Linked DNA regions of Gossypium hirsutum: region 2 is linked to region 1. A link is a contact called in public Hi-C data. All regions are on one chromosome and are shown on one strand. Each heading gives the region's core, a stretch centred on a gene start, on an enhancer-like site or on the middle of the called end of the contact. The rest is flanking DNA. Distances are from core to core; before and after follow the strand shown. Region 1 holds the start of LOC107957027 (transcription factor TCP20). Region 2 has its middle 46 kb from the start of LOC121230015.

Region 1 (7,219 bases), core at 2,412-4,911:
TTAGGTAGTACATTCAACATTTTCGAAGTAGAAGTGCTATTGGACATTTTATGAAAGTACATGAACCAAATAATACATAAATTGATAGTTTAGATACCATATTGGACATTTTTAAAGTGCAAGTAACATTGAATATTTTATGAAAGTATAAGTGCCAAATGTGATATTATCCCTATTATAATCCTGAAAAGCCGACCGTGATCATCGCGAAAATTCTATAGAAGTTTAGTCTATTGGTGTGTAATTCATTTCATTTTATTTTAGCCTAAGAATTCACGGTTTATGCAAAGCACACACTAGGATAGGATAAGAAAGGAAAGGTGTACAAAGAAACATATATAAATATATAAAGGCAGAATCTAAGAAATGGTCGCTATAGCTATAGATTCAGATCATCTAGAATTGAAGGTGCAGAAAAGGTTGAGGTTCATGGCTACCAGCTGTAGAAGTGGACTTCATTATCATATTCCCTTTTGTCTTTGCGGGATGATTCGAGTGGGCGTTCCAATTCAACACCAAAGCTTAATTGGGCTTTCTTTGTAATTAATTGCCTGCTACTTGAACTCCCCCTACTACCCATTTCTTTCTTCACCTTCAATAAAAACAGGGGACTTCAATTAATGCATGCCCTTATCCTCCTCCTCCTACACCTTTCTCAAATCATTTTCATACTTTATGCAGCAATGCTTAGTTTTGGATTTAGTTGTTCTTTAAAATATAAATCAAATGGATGTTGTTGTCATCGTATTCCTCCATCTACCCTCAACATCAGCAGGTGGATATCATGCAATCAAAATGCTCAGCTTAAATATAATACACACCATGTTGTTTAGAACACAAATTTAATCAGATTTGTTCAATGAATTGCTTCACATCATGTAGTTTTGTAGCTGTTGGTTCTTTTTTTTACAATGAAATTGACACCTTGAAGCAACATTAAGTGAGGCTGAGATGCTCAGTGACTTAAAAAGGGCCAGGCAGGGATTCAAAAGATTTAGATTCCTATGGTCATGCTATAGTCAACCTGAAAGGCTGCCATATAGGACTAGGAGTAAGTGACAATAAATACAGTATGGAAAATCCAACAGGAACATAAATACACTCTACAAAAACACCATATGAGGGCAAAAGCTTCAATCCAATTACAGAACTAGTAGAAGACAAAGTTAACCTGAAATGTCTATTTCAGTACACATTAAACCTGCAAGCTCTAGACTTGTTAGGACCACGGTAATTTTATCTCATGGGTATATATAGTCATTCTCATTTCTTGCACTATTTCCTTAAAGCTTTACTCTTACAGTATTTTTTTTGATAAAAGTCCCACCAAGTATTTTATAGAAAATTTTATCAAATATGTTAACTTTGTAAAAAAAAGTGGTTTTATATCAGCTTTATATCAAGGTTAATTTTCCACAACCACTAAATTGTTTCTTTAAAAACATTGTACCTGGAGCAAGAGTTTACTAAGAGCGCAGTTTAGAAAAGTTACTTAGGCAATTTGGTGATAGCACATCCAAGGAAGATATAAACAGTTAATAACACATCCTATGATACATGAATGCTAAGCCAAGTCTCTTTATATGTCAAGCTCAAGCGGTGGGTGGATACAAGTTCCTTAAACAAAAAATGAACCTATGGTAATTTAGGATGTTAGAGAGAAATATATGGTGTTCAACAAAAGGACTATCACTAAAGAGCTTTCCAAACAAGGTAAGATCATTGCAAAGGAGCGACTTTCAAGTGATGACAAAAGAACTAGATTCTTATATGATAGATGACATGCTATAGCAGGAAACATGCTTGGTCTGGCAGCCAGAGCCCACGGTGTAATCAATAATTAGCCCTTTATGTGCAAGAATATATTCTTTTAGAGAAACAAGAAATCTTACTTCATCTAACAAGAAACTGGACATGTATTACTGTGAATTCCTATTTTTAATTTCACAAACAAACCGTTGCCAATCTATCCACACGTAGTGAAGAAGAAAACAATTAGATTTGCCTTGCATCACAATCAACACACCCTGGATCAAACAAGAAGTTGAGCCCAAATCCAAGCTACTGAGATGCGCAAAGCTCCACCTGCACACTCCACAGTAAAATAGTTTAGCACAAAAGAATTAGTACTTCTCTGAAGAATTCGGAGGATGCAAGTTCAACAGAAGGCATGAATCAAGAGAAACAACCTCTGTAATGGAAACTTGGGTGAAGCAGTGCAGAAAGAAAGAAGCCACTCAATCTATTCCCCATAGATTTCTGAGAGGAAAAGTATCCATTTCTCTCACACTTGTTATTTTTTTTTTTTGGTTTTCCCCATTATACAATACTGAACCATTACAAGAAAAAACAAAGCCATCCTGTGTCTCAGGAATCCTACTCTTTTTCATCTTGCTCTCAAAGTTTAAAACTTTACTGGCCCGATCCTTGGGAGTCATCCTTAGCAGGGGTTTGTTGCTGGTGCTGATGCTGATGTTGGGGTTGCATCCGAGCTTGCTCCATCTGCTGATAAATCTGGTCCAAAGCATGAGGATTTAAGACCCCAATATGACCATCTTGAGATAACCCAAGTTCCAAACCCGGGAGCTGCTGATTAGCTCCGCCCAAGATTGAGGTGAAACTTATCTGACCCATGTTACTAGCTGGCAAGTCAAAACCTGGAAACCCAAGCTTTTGCAGATAATTGGAACTATCACTGCCAAAATTTGTTGTAGACGGACCAGATGATGACTGAAACCCAAAACCACTGACTGGTGGCCATAACCCGGTCGCCACATGATGGGGTCTTCCCAAATTGCCACCAACCATTGTCCAACTGGTCCTACTGCTCCCTGATCCTATACTGGACCCCCCTAAATCTTCCATCTTTTGGTGCAACCCTGCTGATAGAGAGGCCCCTGGCTGTGAAACTGAGCCCCAAGCTGCAGCCAAAGCTGATGCTGGAATTGTTCCGCTCCCAGTGGCGGCAATTATTGATGGTTCAGCTTGTTGTAACAGCCACTGTATTGTTTCCCCATCAGACTTGTGACCCAATTCCCTGGTCAACTGAAAGATTCTAGCAGCACATAAAGCAGGCATCCTTATCCTTCTACCTCTTCCTTCAACTTTGGTGTGCCTGTCTTTGTTAGAACTTCTCTTTGGGGCCAACTGTTGCTTCTTCCCTTCTCCTTTATCTGCAACCACAATCTGGAAATCCTTGATTTCTGCTTCTTTATTCTCTCCCATGTTTTGAGGCCGTTGCTGTTGGGGTTGGGGTGGCAGGCTCAACAAGTTGGCTACTTCCTCTGGAGGCTGCTTGGCGCCCTTGGGATCCATAAACAGGTAAAAAATGGGTGGGGGGTGTGGGGGCAAATTAAAAGAACAAAAAAAAAAAAAAATATATATATATATATATATATATAAAGAGGAGTCCTCTTTGATTGAAGAAGGTGACCTGAAAAGTCCTAGACTTTGATGACTTTTCACTGTTCTCTGACAAGGAATGTGAAGACAAACTATGATAATTATAATATTGAAATCCCAAAGCCCACACTCCCGAAATGTCAAAATTTTTATTCTTGGTTTTCACAAGATGTCATTTTTCTTTCTTTTCTCTCTCCATGGCTCATGTATGAATGCATGAGCCTTTCCTTTCTTCGTCACTTCCCCTTTTTCTCACTGCAGTGAAGGGGGCTTTTGACTAACATTTCTGATATGATAGCTACTTGAACTGCCATTTTCACCTGAAGACACTAATTCGCACAGAATATATCATTTACAATAATTATTATTATAAATTACAATTTCAAAATTATAAATAAGATATTCACGCATCCCCATATAACCATATGTAATATCCATAGATTGATGGATTTCTTCCATTTCTCTTCATCACACCTTCACCCTACATTATAATAAAAGCAATATAATAAGGGTAAATTTTTATTTATTTTATAAATAATTTTAAAATTTTATATTTATTTTTTAAAATATTTATTTTTGAATGTTTCATTATATTTTTACACGATACTTGTCAATCACTTGTTTAGTAACGAAGCTAGAACAATTTTTTAGGGGCAAAATAATTTTAATTTTTTATAGTCTATATATTTATAATTTTTAAAAAATTAAATCGAATTTTTATAATTTTAGAGAGTAAAAGTGTAATTTTACCTTTATTAATTTAAAATTTTTTAAAAAAATTAGAAGGCCTAAATAATAATTTTTTATTTTAAGAGGACGGGACCTATGCCAGCCCCGAGATTCGCCTCTGCACCTATTTGTGAAGTTTTAAAACTCAATAGTATATTAAATAATTTTTATATAATATGGATAATTAATTTTAATAATATCTATGTGGTATTATAAAATAAATAAAATAAATAATGATTTAATGATATCACGTTTACATGGTTAAAACTAATTATCTATGTATTTATTATTAATATGAATTTTAAAATATAAATCAATATAATAATATCAATAAAAAGGAATGTAATATTTTTTTTTATTTTAATTTTTCTATAACAATTTAAACTTGAATTATTTAAAATATAAATATTATATTTTTAAAGAAATAAATATTATATTTCAATCAAAATAATGATTATGATTTTTTTTGGTATAACTACATGTGTTTTGATTTATTTTACAGTGAGATTAATCTTGATCGGGCAAAGTGATATTCAAGTAAAGCCTTCTCAAGGATATCGACTCCAAAATTCGAATTTAGTCCACTTCTTCCAACCACTTATTGATTTTATAATTATGTAATTAATTTGTTATAAAATATTATTATTTACTTCTATACTATATATTAGTTGAGAATTAATTATGACTTAGCATATTAAGAAAAATTTAAATCTAAAATGTATAACTTAGTAAATTAACTTATTATTTTTTATATTATAAAGCTTGAAGTATAATTTCACTTTGATAATATAAAAAATAATTTATTCATATACTGTCAATAATGTACTATTATAACATCTTTTCTACTATTTTTTAGCTACTATTAGTATTACTACTTCTATAAATCATTTATTGATATGTTATTATCATATAGTTATAAAGTTTATTGAATGTATTAGACACTCCCAAACACATGGAAGTACCAATTACTAACTTCCCTCCTCTACACATCTCATAAGGTGTCATTTTAGTCTTTGGCCTCTACAAGACTATTAATCATATGGTAAGTTATATCAATAGCTTCTACCTAAAACCTGTGAGAAATTCCCATGGCACTTAGCATAACACGAGCAATATCCTAAATTGTCCTATTGTTACTCTTAATAATCTCGTTCTGTTATGGAGTTTTTGGACCAAAAAACTCATGTTGAATGTCGTATTGTCAAAAATATATGAGAATTATTCATTCTCAAATTCCTCTACTTGGTCATGCATCCTAACAATTTTCCCAATAAGATAACAATTTTCATTCTCAGCTTTTTTACACAGTTTCTTGAAGGCATCAGATGTGTTGAACTTTTCACACAAGAATCTTACCTATGTAAACATGGAATAGTCATCTACACTTACAAGAACATATCTTTTACATCCTAAGCTTTAAATCTTCATTGACCCTATCAAATTCATTTATAGAAGCTTTAAAGGTTCAATTGTTTGAATCAATTATAATTGGGAAGTGACTCACACTATTACTTCCTCTTTAAGCACTCACCACACATATTTGGAATTACTCCCTCTAACTTTGGTAGTCCTTTAAAAAGATTATATATTATCAATCTTTGTAATCCTTTGAAATGTACATGGCCTATTACCTCATGCCATAACTCAATATTTGAAAACCTATTTTGATTATAAGTGAGTGGTTTCATCATCCTATAACAATTGTAGATTGATTTGTAACTTATCTTACTTGTCAATCACTTTGCAACTCTTCCTGATAAAATTTACCAACATACCCTAGTCATAAACTTGGGATATCTCGCTTAGCTTTTAATCCCTCCACAAGGAACTCATTTTGAATTTCTATTATTCCTCCTATGTTAAGCATATCTTTGCAAAGTATCTTGCCCTTTTTTCCATCACTGAAGGTGTAACAGCCTGATTTTGGGCTCAGTCGGAATGGTGGTTTTGAGACCACCAATTCGAAGTCAAAAAAATTATTTTATTATTATTTTAGAGTTATAGCATGTTTATATTAGTGCATGAAAAATTTGGTGAAGTAATTTTAGGGATTTCATGCTGAATTACAAAAAAGGACTAAATCGCATATGGTGCAACAGTCTTGATTTGATAGCTAAGGGTGTTAAATTGCCATGAAACTAAAATTTGGGGTCTTTAAAGGGAAATTAGACCCTTTAGAGAGGCTTGGCCGACCATAAGACAAAGAAAATAAAATAGTCAAAGTGTTAGGTATTTGATGACCTAATGTGTGATAAAATAATACCCTAAAGCCTAGCCTTCAGCCTAGCTTTCATCTTATTCATTCATCCTTTCTTCTTGATCGAAAATATCAGCCATAGGAGGGTTTTGGAAGCTTGAAAAATTTCATCCACTTAATCTCCCTACAAGTAAGTGGTTTTGATGACTTTTCTTTATAATTTTTGTATTTTTGAAACCCTTGTAGCATGAACTTTCAAATGAGGGGACTATTTTGCAAAATGGTTAAAAGTCTAGGGTTTTACCATGAGTGTGTTCATGTTGTTTTTTGAAATTTTATGGAATAAAATGAATCATGGTTGTGAAATAAACAACTTTTGTGAAGGGACTTCTCATGAAAGCCCTAATAGGACCATTTTGTACAGTTTGTAAAATAGATAATAATGTTGTGAAATATTGGAAATTTGGGGTTGTCATAAGAGTAATAAATGGTTGGTTAGGCTTGGTTAAGGAGAAAATATGATAAAAATCGAGTTTCGGGTCTAAGGGTAAAATGGTTATTTTGTGAAAGTCTAAGAGCAAAATGGTCATTTTGCCCCATTATACATTGTTGAGTACCTAGATTGATAAAATGATTAAATTTTTGAATTTTTATCATTATAGGTCAAGAATTACAAAATCCAAACCTAGACCGGGGGAAGGCTAAGCAAGTAGACTAAAATCGACTAGTCGCCTATATTTTGTAATTCGAGGTAAGTTGTGTGTAAATAATGCAACTATATTGTTATCATGTATGAATGGATGAATTTTTATAGGATAAATTATTTGATTGTGGAAATGACTAAGCATGATGAGAATTGAAGTAGTAGAACCCTCGGTTGAGCCTTAGGAA
Region 2 (7,219 bases), core at 2,607-5,106, 130 kb after region 1:
ACATTATCAAAAAATAAAGTTAAAAATTTTGTAAAAATGAAATTAATCATGGGAACCCTCAAACGTCAAAATCTGCCCAAAAAAAATGAATACATTTGTTGAATTTAGTGATCCTGCACTACATAAGTGGGTCCCTAGTCAAGTGTTGCTCAGTTCTGACAATTCAAAATTCACATCAAACATGGAGTGATACCTCATCAAATATGATATTTCTCTAGAAATTGACACTTGAAGACTCATCAACTTGTTCACAGAAATTGTATGAAGGAGGACGATGATTTGCACATTTCTTAAAACACCCTTTTCATTTTTTTACACAATGTCATTTTGAGCACATAGGATCCTCAAACATAAACTTTGGGGGTTAAGAAAATAGAGAAAATTAAACGGAATGATTATTTGAAAAATATTCTTTTAATAAAATGAAAGAGGGAATGCTTAAGTTGGTTTAGCTTACTTGCATTTCTAAAGTTTAATAAGGTAAGGGAAAGTAAAACACACTTGTTAAAGTCTCTAAATTATTAGATTTAGTGGATGCGAATTACAGCTTGAGAAAAAAGACTACGGTGTCCAATTTCATTTCTTAAATAGTTAACTGTAAGAATATTTTTTTATTTCTTGCTTTGAAAGCGATTTGTTCCATATCTGGTGTCCATTATTTTATTAATATATTTAGCCTATATGATTGAATAGAAAACTCCCAACTTTATATCTTAATCCTTTTAAAACTTGATCACGATAGCTAAACCAAATGTAGTGATGTTATTGTAATTGGTATATTACAATTTCACAGCAACTTGAAAATAATAATGATATGGTGAATATTTTCCATTTAAATCTTTAATTCAAACCAATCACGAGTTCTATCCTTATACAAGTCACCCGAATTAGACTGCAAAACTGAAATCTAATATCTCCCCATCTTTTATTTCTCAAGTTGAATCAAATCATGCAGTGATCATAAATCTAACAACTGTATTTCCTTTCTTTGGTCAACAAAATCTAACCACTTTTGCTTCATATGGGGCAAGATATGAATTCTTTTGTTGAGGTAATTGGTCCAAGCTCACTTTTACTTTCCGGTTGGCATGGCATAATTTTTGGGACCCTTTTTCGCTATTGAATTTCAACAATGATTATATCAGAAGAAGAATAACTTATATTTCAACTAGTGTCTAATTTAATTAAATCATGCAATCTATTGTTTTTAAACAAAAAAAAAAACAGAATAAGTTGTATTTAAGCTTAAATCACTTCATGTCCATGATAATGACTTACATGGTATCTGTATCACAAAACTTTGTCTTTATTCGTATGAATATGAATATATAATCCATGCAATTCTTGGTCACCATAGTGGGGATATCATTGCATCACATACAAATCCCCTTTCAGTTAGTTTTCTCCCTTTTCTTTAATCATTCTCCCAAACTTGATTATTAAGCAACTTGAGGATGGTTTTGGGATGGATCATTGAAGAAATGAGGGCATATATAGATATATTTATTTATTATTTACTTCTCCTTTTTACTGTGTACATACTTTTTTTTCTTTTTCTTTTTTAAGGTATGGCCTGTCGACTTACTATAAACTCATTTAGTATTATTATTGTTACAGTAATTTAAAAATAGTGAGTTCAAATTCACTTAAATGTGTTTAAACTCTTAGGATTTGAGGTTTATAGGTTTAGGAGATGTATCCAAAAAAAAAAACCTTATAATTTTGTTAGGTCAAGTTTTACAAAAGATTCTTGTACTATGTTTTCTCTCTTTTTTCTTTTTGTAAATTTAATTCATTTACTATAATTTGATACTTTCTAATCTCTCTACTTTTTAAAATATGTAATTTTAGTCCTAAAGCTAATATTTACTGTTAATTCTTTTAAAATGTAAATAAGTTTTTTATTTGTACAAAAAATAATAATGTATATATGTAAAACCACTGCATTTAAAAAACACAACTACATTAAATTATTTTATCAAATTTGCATCCGAATCGAAAATGTGTATTTAAAAGTAAGAGAAAAAAATGAAAACTATAGTAGAGAGATTAAATTTGCCAAAAAGAAATTTCAGTCTACAATATAATTTTATAGAATTTGAGCACTTCGTTTAGATGTGGAGAAGAGCAATTCCTTTGGGTTGTGAAGATGACTATGGTTAGAATGGGTATATGTCTATGTTAGAGATTGCATTGCTTGTCAGACGTGCTTCCTATCATGTAGACAAAGGGGACCTCCCCTCTTTGAAAGCTTAGCTTAACTGTGGAAAGAAAATTATCAAAGCCAACCTCACATGAATTCAAACATTGAATGGTAAGGTAAAACATCTAATTTTTTATTTCTTTATTATTTTCTTTTAACACTTAATGTTCCTATTAAGAATTGTGATTAGCTTGGATCTTTCTTTGTTTTTTTAATAATTTTCCATTCCTACTCCAATCCTTATCAAAAGTTTTGTTTCTTCCCCCCATTTGAATGCCAAGCTCTCACCAACATAGCAATTCGTTTTGGTAAATAATTCCAAGGCCTAATAATTCGAAAGCAAATAAACAAACATTTATAGCTATTTGGCTGGCATGCAATGCATACAAAGTGTAATTGTTTATTGTCTTTTTTTAAGCATTTAGCAAAGGCATGATGATCTAAATTGGAAATTATATACCCATAGTAGCAAACTTTCAAGTGAAAGTTGATAGGCCTCTAGCTAGTTTATTTCTTCATCGAATTAATATTTCTTGTACAATACTACTGTTAAGTTGTACAATACTGCAACTTGGTGCTGGGTTGTTCATCAACGTGAAAGAAAGTTGCAGCACATAATTAGAATTGGAGAGAGACCCACCAATTGATGAGCACCAAAAAAGCCAGAATCTCTTACCAAATGCCTCTTTTTGATAAGATATACATGGACCTAACCATTATCCTTGCATACCATCTACACGTTTGAGCAATATATCAACTATCTCTTTCTCTTTTGATTTTATATTTTGTTTTTTTCTCTACAAAAGACAGCAATTTAAAAGATAAAAGCAAAAGGTTGAAGATATTACTTATTAAAATAATTGTATAAATTAGTTTTTAATTTTTCTTTCATTTTTTTTCTTTGTTCTTTACTACTACCAATTATTTCATTTTGAAACAATGTCATATTGGTTGCATATACATAAATTCCATTGATCTGATGGGTAAAGGAAAAAAATTTGAATGAAAGATGAGATTGGACGAGTTGTGAAAATTGATTATAATGCAGAAAATGGATCGCGGGGCCACTTTGTGAGAATGACAATCTATGTGAATCGGGAAGTTTGGTCGAAGCCAAAGATCATAATTGATGGCACTCTCCAAAGAGTGGAATATGAGGCTTTACCAAACGTTTGCTTTGGATGTGGTAGATACGATCATGTCCAAGACGTTTGTCCGTCGTTAGGCGGCCGTGATAAGGGAAGAGAAGATGATTCACGGAAGAATTTTGATACGGTAGAGTTGAACTACAGAGTAGAGAAGTTTGGGTCTTGGATGCTTGTGGGAAGGAAGCAAAGACGAAAAGCTCGTAATGGAAGAGAGTAAAACACATGATTAGATGCCGAAATTTCATGAGTCAAGATTTTCAGTTTTAGTTAGAACCCAAAATCAGGGAGCAATTGAAGAAGTCGCCGATCACGAAAAAAAATCTCAAGTTTTAATGCAAAAAGATAGTAACGTCACTAGTGTGAACGCATGTTTCGCTTTTAAGGGAAAGGCAGATGGGTTAAGCAAGAAACTAGGAGATCGGGCCAAAGGGAAAGGGGTATTATTTAGTGGGCCAAAGAAACCTGTTATGGTCCTTATGCCTATGAATATTAATAGGGCTAACCCATCTGTAGTCCAAGAGAATGTGGGATTTGATGATGGGTCATTGATAGGAGCTCATACATCTACAATGGGTAATGTCTTTACCAATTTGGAACCATAGCAGTTGAAACTAGCCTAGGCAAGGAGAAAAACCATGTGATACGGTTTGGTGAGAATATTTGTCATATCCCAAAAATTGGGTTAGAAAATATTGAGTTAGTGAAGTCGAGAGTTGTCACTTATTGGTTTTGAGTTAAGAATGTAAAAATTTTGTTAAGGAAATTTAACGTGGTTCAGTAGTTGAGAGTTGTGCTTGGGTGTGAGATTCTATGTTTAAATAATGCTCTTTAAAATTTTAGTTATTTTTGTCTTACCCTTGATCCTTGAGCATCTGGTTTATGTTTTATTTTTGCACAAATAACAACAAGAATGAACCTGTTGGTTCAGTGATAAGGCTTTAGTTTACCCTTTGGTCTTGTGTTCAAATTCTTACATAAGTAAAACAAAATTAAATTTTTAGTTCCTGGCATTACGTTGCCTTGTGTCAGTTATTGAGTTAAATTTAAACTTTGGGAAAAACCGATAGTTAATCAAAACAAAATTTGTTGGTTAGTTATTATCATCTATTATTATTTTTTAAATTTTTGAATTTTCCAAAAACAAATTGTTTGTTTTGCTCCACGTTTCCCTCACCCCATTATTATTCTTTTTCTTTTCTTTTATTTTTTATCTCTTTCACCTTTTCCCATTTTGGTTTTCTTGTTTTTTCTTATATCGTCTCTTCTTTCTATTTGTTCTTTAATTCCTTTGGATTTTCTACCTTTTTTCCTGTTATTTTCAAAAATTTTCACCCTCTTGCTAATTAGTTCGTGAGAACTGTGCGAGGTAAGTATTTTGGGGTTAGATTGTCTGTTTGTTGTCGAGTTTTCGCGATTGTGGAGTAAGTTTGCTAGGCTATTTGGGCCGTGTGGGCCACATGACCATGTGGGCCCATTTTTTAAAATTTCCATTTTGGCCTGATTTGATCCGTGAATCATAATTAGCCTCTCCATAGGGTTCATACTGCTTAAATAAGACTTGAAAACAAGGTATATGTAAATATGCGTCTGTGTTGATGTGTTTATGGTATGTGTAATATATATTTGTATGACTTGATACTGATAGTTCTAATGGTATGTCTTGATTCGCCATATCTGTATATGTATGTATGATGTACGATTATGTTAATTTGTATTTTTGAATCGGCTTTGTGACCATGCATGTGACATTGTGGCTTTTCTTGTTAAGGTGATATGTAATTATGATATATCTATCTGCAAAGCATGAAATCACATGCTTACTGGTTTCTATCAATAATATGAATGCATGTTCAACATGCTTACCATTCTATTTCAGTTTATGCATGCCATGTCAGGTTGCATGGGGTTGGGATATTATGATATGGAGGAAGTTCTGGCAGTTTAATGATTTGCATTATCTAGTGGTTTATCCACATTTCTATCTGGCAGTATGTCTACATTTATGGTGGCTCGACCAAACACATATGTTGTTATGGCAGCTTGATTGCAATATAGTGACTTGTCCACATATATCCGATTTGGTAGTTTTTAACTGCAACCTTTAGTGACATTGACCATAATTATTCTGTTGGTGTGATGGGATGGACGAGTCTGGGAAACTCTATTTGGTGTATAGCGGAGTTGGGTAGGATTTTTTTTAATAAAACATGCATTACATTTTCTGAAAAATATTGCAATGGCATAAGCACGCATTCTCAATTTGCTCACATGATTGTTATGAAATTCTCTATGATTTTGTTAATTTTTCGTTGTTTTATTTGAGTTTGTTGCACACTAAGCTTTATAGCTAACCCCTTTGTTTAATCTCTGACTTTTCAAGTAACCTTTATACTTAGGACCGAACGGCGTGCAGGAGCTCAGATTAATTCTCAGTTTATAAAATAAGATAATTTATGTTTTTAATTATTTTGGGCTATAAATTTGTTTAGACTTTATTTTTAGTTTGTGTTCTATTTGTTTCTTTTTGAGTAGTTTAGCATGAAATTGCAAAACCTCGCGGGTTAAAAAATTAAAATTCAATTTTCAAAATTAAAACTCTGGAAAATTTTTCGCTGCAAAATTAAGTAACCCCTAAAGTGTTTTTCTGTAAATAAACAAATAGTTTTAACGAGTGTTTGTCTTTAAGCTGGAAATGATTTGTTAAAATCAATGTTCTCAAAACACGATTGTGAATTCAAATTTTGGGTTTGAGTTAAGTGATTCTGAGTTTAAGTTTTCTAAACATTTTTGGAAGTTTTGCCAATTTTAACACTTTCGAAAATGCACACTAAGTTTTATTAAACCAAAAGTTTTAAACAAGCTGATGTAATTTCTCAAAATGTAGCCATGATGTCTAGGCTGGGTTTGGATGTTACAATATTCGAATCGGAGATAGCCAACAAGTTATGGGTTGGGATCGCTTAGGTGGTTAACACCCTCCAAAGCTTCAAAGATAGAAAAATAACATAGAAACATTACCTTAGAGGAAGATGCTCTACTTTCTAGTGTTACGGGGCTAGGACGTTAGTCTAGCAAATCGCGCAACCTTAGGCAATTTCTTTGCTCCAAATCTGCCCAAGTCAGCCTAACTCTCACAAAAGTGAGAATTCTCGTAGAAATTCTCTAAGGAGCGGAAATATAGCAGAAGCAAACTCAAAATGAAAGAGCAACAAAAAACAAAAAAACCAAATGAAAAATAATGCATACAAAGTGTTTGAGTAAATGCTCTCAAATATATTCACAAGTATGAATGGAATGATTACAAATGAGGGGGAAGGCCTCTATTTATAGTTGAGCTCCCCAAAACCAATGGTAAATATTGAGTTACATCGATGGTCATGTAACACCCTAAACCGGTCTCCGTCACTGAATTGTGGTCATGGAGTATTACGATAATATTTCAAACATTTAACACTATTTACAAACTATATTTAATCATAATTACAACTAATCAAATCACATTGCATTCATAATTGAACATATGCTTATGGGCCTTAAACCGAGTTTACGAGGCCTAAAAAACAAGTTTGGAAACACTCCGGGGTCAATTCGGAACAAAATGGAAAAGATAGGAAAAAAGTTGAAAATTTCAAAAATAGGGGACACACGGCCATGTGTCACAACCTAGACCATGAGGACATTCGAAGTCCAGACACATGGCCGTGTCGCAGGCCGTGTGCCTGCCCGTATGTGTCCTGCATCTAAAAACATTAAGACACACGGTCGTGTGGATAGACCGTGTGATAGCCCATGTGCACCAAAATTTGCTTCTAAAACAAGGCAATTTTTACACTTATCTTGGTTCACAAGCCAAGCCTAAAACCATATT

The links. Hi-C and Micro-C count contacts between places; a contact is called where the count stands out from the background.
Region 2: a contact with region 1 is called in a Hi-C map of leaf, with 4 times the contacts expected there. The contact joins the enhancer-like site here to the promoter of LOC107957027 in region 1. A contact is called at or near these places in 9 of 34 Hi-C or Micro-C datasets (callus, cotyledon, hypocotyl and 3 more).

Annotation. Positions count from the first base shown.
Region 1 is chrA05:83,267,960-83,275,178 of Gossypium_hirsutum_v2.1, forward strand. It overlaps LOC107957027 (transcription factor TCP20), which reads right to left and starts at 3,662. Exons shown (of 2, transcript XM_016892451.2): 1 at 2,190-3,662; 2 at 1,745-2,085. The coding sequence starts at 3,315. The coding sequence ends at 2,413.
Region 2 is chrA05:83,402,210-83,409,428 of Gossypium_hirsutum_v2.1, forward strand. No RefSeq gene overlaps it. Among protein-coding and RNA genes, the nearest start is that of LOC121230015, 46 kb to the right of the region's middle. Within about 2 kb of position 3,857, at least 5 of the 9 cell types and tissues checked have an H3K27ac peak or open chromatin away from gene starts, as enhancers often do. A contact at or near this core is called in hypocotyl and leaf, where this site is marked.